2 separate regions of the Sus scrofa genome follow, and region 1 is linked to region 2. The links are chromatin contacts, called in public Hi-C maps. All regions are on one chromosome and are shown on one strand. Each heading gives the region's core, a stretch centred on a gene start, on an enhancer-like site or on the middle of the called end of the contact. The rest is flanking DNA. Distances are from core to core; before and after follow the strand shown.

Region 1 (4,391 bases), core at 1,630-4,129, 140 kb before region 2:
GTGCACTTGAGAAGAATGTGTATTCTGTTGCTTTTGGATGGAATGTCCTATAAATATCTAGGAAGTCCATCTGGTCTAATGCTTCATTCAAGGCCTTTGTTTCCTTATTGATTTTCAGTCTGGATGATCTGTCCATTGCTGTAAGTGGGGTGTTAAAGTCCCCCACTATGATTGTGTTATTGTTGATTTGTCCTTTTAAGGTTGTTAGCAGTTGCCTTATATATTGTGGTGATTCTATATTGGGTGCATATATATTTAAAATTGTTATATCTGGAGTTCCTGTAGTGGCTCAGTGATTAACACATCTGACTCTGAACAATGAGGCTGCAGGTTCAATCTATGGTCTTGCTCAGTGGTTTAAGATTCTGGCATTGCCATGAGCTGTGGTGTAGGTCACAGTTGCGGCTTGGATCTCACATTGCTCTGGCTGTGGCTTAGGCCAGCAGCCACAGCTCCAATTAGACCCCTGTCCTGGGAATCTCCACATGCCATGGGTGTGGCCCTAGAAAAGACAAAAATAAATAAATAAAATAAAATAAATAATATTGTTATATCTTCTTTTTGGATTGATCCTTTGTTCATTATGTAATGTCCTTCCTTGTCTCTTTAAAATATTCTTCATTTTAAGGTCTATTTTGTCTGATATGAGTATTGGTACTCCAGCTTTCTTTTGATTCCGATTTGCATGGAATATTTGCAGTAGAGAAAGTGTGACTAATTTCCGATTACTTCTCTATGTAGAGAATACCGCTCCCTCCTCCCTCAGGAGGGGATGGGAGGCCCATCCCACATCTATCTGCTGATTGCATTTATAGTTCATAATCTGTAAAGTTATGAACCAAAATATTCACAGTGCTTATTTTAGAGGATGTAGTTATGGGTGATATTTACTTTCATATTAGACAAAATGGAACTATTTATATTTTTAAAAAATGAGTATCAGGTCAATTACTCAGATAACATGCAATGTTTTAATAACAAAATATTCTGTTATAGTGTTTGCCTTCAAAATACATTTTAAACCTTCCAGTTCAACTGTCCCTTCTTCTAGCTCTGTCTAGTAGGAAGTTTTTCTATATCAGAATTGACACAAATTTTACTAAGTTTTTTTTTTTAAATGTCAGTCTTAAAGACTGTGAATTTGTGATATTAATTGAGCATCCATTTTGTGCATAATGCTGTGTTTGGAAACCACAAATAAAGACAGATAACTATATATATATATATATAGTTTTTTTAGGGCCGTACCCCTGTCATATGGCGGTTCCTAGGCTAGGGGTCAAATCAGAGCTACAGCTGCTGGCCACAGTCACAGCCACAGCCACAACAACATCAGATCTGAGCCACGTCTGTGACCTATATCCCAGCTTATGGCAACACTGGATCCTTGACCCACTGAGCGAGGCCAGGGATCAAACCCGCAACTTCATTGTTCCTAGTCAGATTCATTTCTGCTGAGCCAAGATGGGAACTCCAAGACATTTGTGTTTATACTCTTGGGTTATTGCAATAAAAATAGACTAAATCCATGTAATATACATAAAAGTATAAGATCTAAAGACAATTTCCACCAACCTCAAGAGAAATGCTTCTATCACATGCTGTATGTGTTTGGAAGGTGGAAAGCTTAATGCACCACAAGGGCTATTTTCCTTAGGGTTCAGTTTTTGGGAGAGCCAGAAAGGTCCTGCTGTTTCTCTTAATCTCTGCAGCCCTGGAGGCCACAGCCCCACAATAGACAGAAATACACTGTCACCTCAAACACTTTCATGGCAGGAACTTAGATGAGCAAGGCAGGCAGGGTATAGGATGGTGACCATATCATTGATCGTCCAAATGCAAACACTTTTAAGGGTGGAGAAGGGAACTCTTATTAATTACACAGGGATAACTGGCATAAACTGGGATCATCTGGGCAAATCAGGATATGTGCTCCCTGCTGTTTAGAAGCCATATGGAATGAGGGGCCTCTAGCTCCAACTAGAGTGCTGGTCCTAGAGACAGTGTGATAGGGCAAAACAGGGCTCCAACCAAACATGCAGCCACTGATTTCCAATATTTGAATACAATGCTACAATGTTGAATACAAAAATTCTACAAGATAACCAATATAACATGTATAATATGAAACCAATTATGTGATATATATATACATACACAGATATAGATAGATATATACATGTACAGATGATTTTATATATATATATAATATATAATATATATAATATGTGAAAGCAGGAAAGAAATATAGGAAAGTATAGTTTGCCGCAGGAGATGGTGAGGAATGATTTTTGTCTCTTAAATTTTCCATGAGTTTTTTTTTATTAAGTATACATTTCAGAATCAGAAAAAAGCACTTTGTATATGTGTTTAAAAGTGGAATATATGTGTAGATGTATGTAACATAATCTATTTTCTCATGTGATCTGTCCAGCACCAGTCCATCTGGCCAGAGACTCCTGTCATCTTCTTATACTCGGCCTTGGGTGGTAGTCTATGTCGGGATCAGGCAGGGCCCATGGAAGAGCCGAAAAGAATCCTCAGAAAATACCTGTTCCCTGAATTCTCTGCCCAACCTGGTGCCAAGTAAGAGAAAGGACAGACTCTTGTTAAAGATTAACAGGAGTGGCTATGCACACATTTGCAGTGAAATGTTTTCCTATCATTACACAATCTTTAAAAATGATTTAAAAATTTAAAAATTCCAGTCTTTAAAAATTGTGTAAAATTTTCTGTGTATAATCTGTTTTCTTAATTATCTCCTCTCTGTCCCACCCCACCCCACGAAAGGAAGGTTGTTGTTGTTGGTTGCTTGTGTTAAAAGCAGTTCTGCTGGTGAGACTGGATCCCTTTGCCTGGCCACAAAAGGAGACCTGTTCAAGGTCTCTGACCCCAGGATCCATGGGCCGGGAGATGGGTCAGAGTGCTGTCACCACAGTCTAGGAAGAGAACCTCACCTTCTTGGCTTTTCTGCTGGTTCTTTGGGTTAAAAAATCACCAAAGCTGGCAAAAGTTGCTGTGTTCTCCCCTCTGGATTCAGTAGCAGTGTATTGTATTTTCACATGCATTTTGTACTTCACTAGAAAGGCTTTGAGATGGCACAGCAGCATTTTTATTTTTAGGTTTGGTTTTACTTATTCCATTTACAATTTTGGGTGTACCAAAATGAATATTTCAATAAGATTTTTCAAAGGAAGGAAAGAAATCAGAGCAAAGGGAAAATAAATGGAGAGGAGGAGGAGAGTGGATGGAAAATCCACATAGAGAATCCCTGTGGTGAGGTCACAAAGACTGGGTGGGACACTCAGCCGGGAGGCCCTAATGGTTAAAGAGAATCCCAGACAGAAGAGTCACCATGACTGGTTCAACAAGGAGAAGACTGTGAAGCAGTCTTCTTTATGGTTGTAATAATTTTTATTTTATTTATCTATTTATTTATTTATTTATTTATTTTGTCTTTTTGCCTTTTCTAGGGCCGCTCTCATGGCATATGTAGATTCCCAGGCTAGGGGTCTAATCAGAGCCTGTAGCCACCGGCCTACGCCACAGCCACAGCAACAAGGGATCCGAGCCGCATCTGCAACCTACACCTTAGCTCACGGCAACGCCAGATCCTTAACCCACTGAGCAAGGCCAGGGATCGAACCCGCCACCTCGTGGTTCCTAGTTGGATTCGTTAACCACTGAGCCACGACGGGAAATCCCGTTTTTATTTTTATTTGCTTTTTAGGGCTGCACCTGAGGCACGTGGAGGCTCCCAAGGTAGGGGTCCAATCGGAGCCATAGCTTCTGGCCTACACCACAGCCATAGCAATGTGGGATCCCGCCACATCCTGGAACTACACCACAGCTCATGGCAATGCTGGATCCCCAACCCAATGATCGAGGCTAGGGATCAAATCCGCAACCTCATGGTTCCTAGTTGGACTCATCTTCACTGAACCACAACAGGAACTCCATGGCTGTAATCATTTTAAAGTCCTATCAGTAGGTAGCTGATACCACATGGAAACTGGTGTTGAAATGGCCGAGCTAAAAGATGGGAAAGAGCCTGAGAACCTGAATCACTGCCTGGAGGAGAGCTGCTCACCTACCAGAAATTTCTATTAAACATTTGAGAGTTTGTGTGTTACAGCACACAAACATGCCCTAACTAATATACCCACGAGGAAAAGTCATTATTGCACAAATCAGTGTCATTACCTTTTTATATGTTTGGGCCCCCCCTCTTCAATTAAACTGCAAGTTCCTTTGGAACCCATCCTTTTTTTTTTTAATTAAAAAAAATTTTATGTTCTCAGAGAGCCTAGCATAGAGCCATGCATACAATGAGCCTTCAATAAATGCTAAATGATCTATTCAACAAGCTCCTAATGGGATGGAACTGAGTC
Region 2 (3,855 bases), core at 205-2,704:
ATTCCAGCCCTAAATCCTCCTGCCAAGCAGGATGGCACCACCTCTGGCCAGGCCAGCTGCACCAGCCTCTCACCTGACCTCCTTGTCTCCAGTTTTGCTCTCTACTAACTCACCCACGTTTCTTCCACCTTGTGGCAAGAATCATCTCTCTAATGCACAAGTCTTAATCTGGTGATTCCTCTGCTTAATCATTCCGAGGTTTCCTACCCCTCTCAGGTTTGATCTGTTGACTGTACTTAGAGGAGGTCTTCTCAAACGTGATTGTGCATCAGATCCCTGGGAGATCTTGGAATGCAGATTCTGAGTCAATAAATCTGGAATCAGGCCTGAAATTCTGCATTTCTAACAAGCGCCCAGGCAGTGCCAGTGCCACTGGTCTGTGCGCTACACTTTGAGGATTAAGGACCTGGAGGGTCCCCACCTGTCCCCCACCGCCCAGCCTCATCTCTCGCCACCTCCCCATCTCTGTTCCAGCCACATTGAGCTTAGTCTTGCTCCCAGAATGCATCACGCTCTCACACACCCCTGGAACTTTGTGCATGCGCCCTCCCTAGAGCAATCTCTTACTCCCGCTTGGCTGCTCCTGCCCTTTTATTTCAGTGAGATTACAGCTGTCACTTCCTCTAGGAAGGTTTTTCTAGTTCTCCAAGTGCAGGAAACAAATTGTTGCGCATGATTGTGGCTTGGCAGTGGTGTGGTGATAACCATCTTTTTATGTTAGGGGACAAGGTCAAAAGGGTGAGTGACCGGGACCATGAGGTACAAGGTTGCAGCCAGAAAGTGGGCGGAGGTGTTTCTTCCTGCAGAAGGTTCTAGGAAGAAGGTTTTTATGTCACCTGGGGTTAGAGGGAAGCCTGTCTGACCTGGATTTGTCTGAAGGGTCCCTGGCTCTTCACTGCTCCTTCCTTGGCTGAGCAGAAGGGATCCCTGAGGAAAGGACCTTGCTTGCCCCAAGCATTCTGAACAAGGTCAATCTCACAACTGTGTGTGTTCTCAGGTCACCCCAAAGTCACATCTGTGTGAGCAAGGTCATTACAAGGATGAAAACTTTTTCCAGAAAGTTCATTTTTAACCAGAGCATGAGTGAGAATACAGAGACAAGTTTCTACTATAGAAACTTTATTTCTCTTCTTTCTTAAGAAAATCTTTTTCTCTGGAGTGTTCTTTCATTTTCTTTTCTCTTCCTCAGCTTCTGTGCCCCTTTGGTCCTTGTAGAAATTTGAGCTATAAGGTTACTCCACGGGTTAGAAGTCAGTTTTTCTTGGCTAGTGAAATCCTGAATTTTGCTAGAATGTTCCTGCTGGGGTTCCTGCACCAGACTTTCTTAAGTCCTGCAGGGAGCTGGGAATGGAATCTGAGCTATGTGACATCACATCGTCAGGATGCGGTGATCCGATCTATTTGGCCATGTGACCTCAGCTTGGGTAGGAGAAGTGCCAGTTAGGTCTGGAAAAAGTAGAATATTAGTTACAGAGCAAACAAGTTTAGTAGCTGGGTATCAGAGCCAGGGCAGTGTCAGAAAGCATGTGACATGGGGAAGGCAATGTTCAGTTTGCTCCAATGGAAAAATCTTTTTCCTTCCTTCCTTCTTACTTTCTTTCTGTTTATCTGCATCTTTTAAAAAGGATTGAAGTATAGTTGATTTATAATCTTGTGATGATTTCTGCTGTACGACAAAATAAATCACTTATATATACACACACATCCATTCTTTTTCAGATTCTTTTCCCACATAGATTATCACAGGATATTGGGTAGAGTTCCCTGTGCTATTCAGCAGGTCCCCATTGGCCAATCATTCTATATACCTCAGTGTGCGTATGCCAATCCCCAAACCCCCAGTCCATCCCTCCCTGGAAAAATCTTTGTTTATTGGCATGCAGTACATCTTTATAATACGTACTTACATTTCTATGAATATAGATCTATATTATTGTTTTATGCATTTACTTTTTAAATCACATAGTAAAACTAGAAAGTTTAGAAAGTATAAATGCAATAATAATGGCTTTTATACGTATCTTTATTACCTCTATATAGCTAATGATATCTATAGTTGCCTTTACCATTGTTCTTTATTTTCTTAAAATACAGTTGATTTACTGCCCTCCAACTTTAATAACACCAAATAGTATTTCCTTTCTGAATTTTTGTTGCCCCTTTTCTTTCAAGCGAGAATCCAAGGGAAGGTCTCCTCCCTCCTGGCCTGCACCCTCCTCCTTCCTGGGACATTTTGGGTTTGTTTTGTTGTATCTTAGTTACAGATGTCAGGCAGTTGGTCTGTTTGAAACAGATAACAACTTTAGTTCCTTCCTGATGAGAACTGCCAGGAATGGGGGTTATTCCTGTGTACCCAATAATTCATAGGTGCTGTAAGAAGTTAAAAAAGAAATTTGGAAAATCTGATAAATAAATGATCTTATTTTCCACAAGAGAAAATTATACTCTTTGCCCTAAAGGAAACTCACAGGAGTGGATTTGATAAATTATGGAAGAGGATCATGCACATAAAGGGGAAAATGAGTTGAGCAAAGGCAGTTGATAAGATGTTTAGTCTTATTAATCTTGAACCAACTTTGAGCCAATATTTGCAATGTCTGAACCTTAGCAAGCAACTCCGGTCTCCGGTTACATGTTCCGATCTCCAGCCCCGTTCTTTCTCTGCCCTCTAGTGGACACAGCCCTGAATAGGCAATTCAACAGACCAAGATCGCTGGAAAGAAAGCAAAGAGGCATAATAAAAATTCTAAGCCCGGGAGTCCCCTACTGGTCTAGTGTTTAGGATTTGGCACTTTCACTGCTGCAGCCTGGGTTCAGTCTCTGGTCGGGAGCTGAACCCAGGTCTGGGAAGTGAGATCCTGAATCAAGCTGCTGCGTGATGCAGTCCCCCCAACCCAAAGATAAGCCCTTCTATATGCCTTTATTTCTTATCCTCATGGTAATCCTGTAAGATCAATTAATATTTGCACTTGTATTTTCATTGAACATCAAATTAATAATTCCAAAATGTGGAACCAATAAATAAATCAACCTACTCCGCAGGGAAGTGTTCTTACCTAACCACTCAATTTATTCCAAGCATCCAAGATGATTTGTACCTTTCTTTTCTGAATTTGTATAAATAAAAGCAATAGGTTTTTTAAAATTATTATTTTCCAAACATGAGAGTTAATTACAGGACCTCACGACCCGCCTCATAGACGCCTTTCAGCACCTCCAACCTTCTCCACCCCCTGCCACCCCATTGCTCCGAGTTACCCTGAGGCTCTGGAGCCACTGGCTCCCTCCTAGTTTTCAGCTCCCTTCCAACACCCCATCCTGAACACTACCCCTACTTCACCACTCCAGCCCCCACCCCCTCAACACACCCCGACAAGGTTTTTGAGTTTAGCAAACATTTACAAAAGTTTAACAGTGATGGGAAGAGTACAGCTCAACAGGCAGCATCTTGAAATAGAAATCTTATCTATGGCTTCTTCCCCCCACATTATTATGAGTGTCCCGTTGACCAGCTCTTCCCTTGGCTGTAGCTTCTCTGATTCGCTGAGTCCCTCCTCTCTCCTCCACTGTCTCTCCTCCCCCCTCCAGCCAGCCTCCAGCCCCACGTTTCTATTAGTGTCTTATGATGAACCTTCCTGTCCTCCTCCTCCCTGAAACTGGGCTCTACTCCTGCCATTATCTGTTCAGATGCTCTCAAGGGGGCTCTCATGTCCATTCCCAGCAGAACAAACAACCAGCAGAAGCTTTGAGGTTGTTGGTCAGCATCAAAGTCTTAGACCAGGCTCTTACCCAGCCTCTGACCACAGCAAGCTGAGCATGGTCTCCACATTATAGTGTTGATTTGCTTTGTCACAT

What was found. A called contact is a pair of places that touch in the nucleus more often than the background predicts.
Region 1: a Hi-C map of liver shows a contact between it and region 2, with 4 times the contacts expected there. The contact joins two enhancer-like sites. A contact is called at or near these places in 5 of 47 Hi-C or Micro-C datasets (liver and skeletal muscle) and 1 of 2 datasets of contacts at active chromatin or transcription factors (alveolar macrophages).

The regions. Positions count from the first base shown.
Region 1 is chr15:45,992,254-45,996,644 of Sscrofa11.1, reverse strand. No RefSeq gene overlaps it. Among named protein-coding and RNA genes, the nearest start is that of ACSL1, 61 kb to the right of the region's middle. Within about 2 kb of position 2,879, at least 4 of the 83 cell types and tissues checked have an H3K27ac peak or open chromatin away from gene starts, as enhancers often do. A contact at or near this core is called in liver, where this site is marked.
Region 2 is chr15:45,856,325-45,860,179 of Sscrofa11.1, reverse strand. No RefSeq gene overlaps it. Among named protein-coding and RNA genes, the nearest start is that of CENPU, 6.8 kb to the right of the region's middle. Within about 2 kb of position 1,454, at least 13 of the 83 cell types and tissues checked have an H3K27ac peak or open chromatin away from gene starts, as enhancers often do. A contact at or near this core is called in liver, where this site is marked.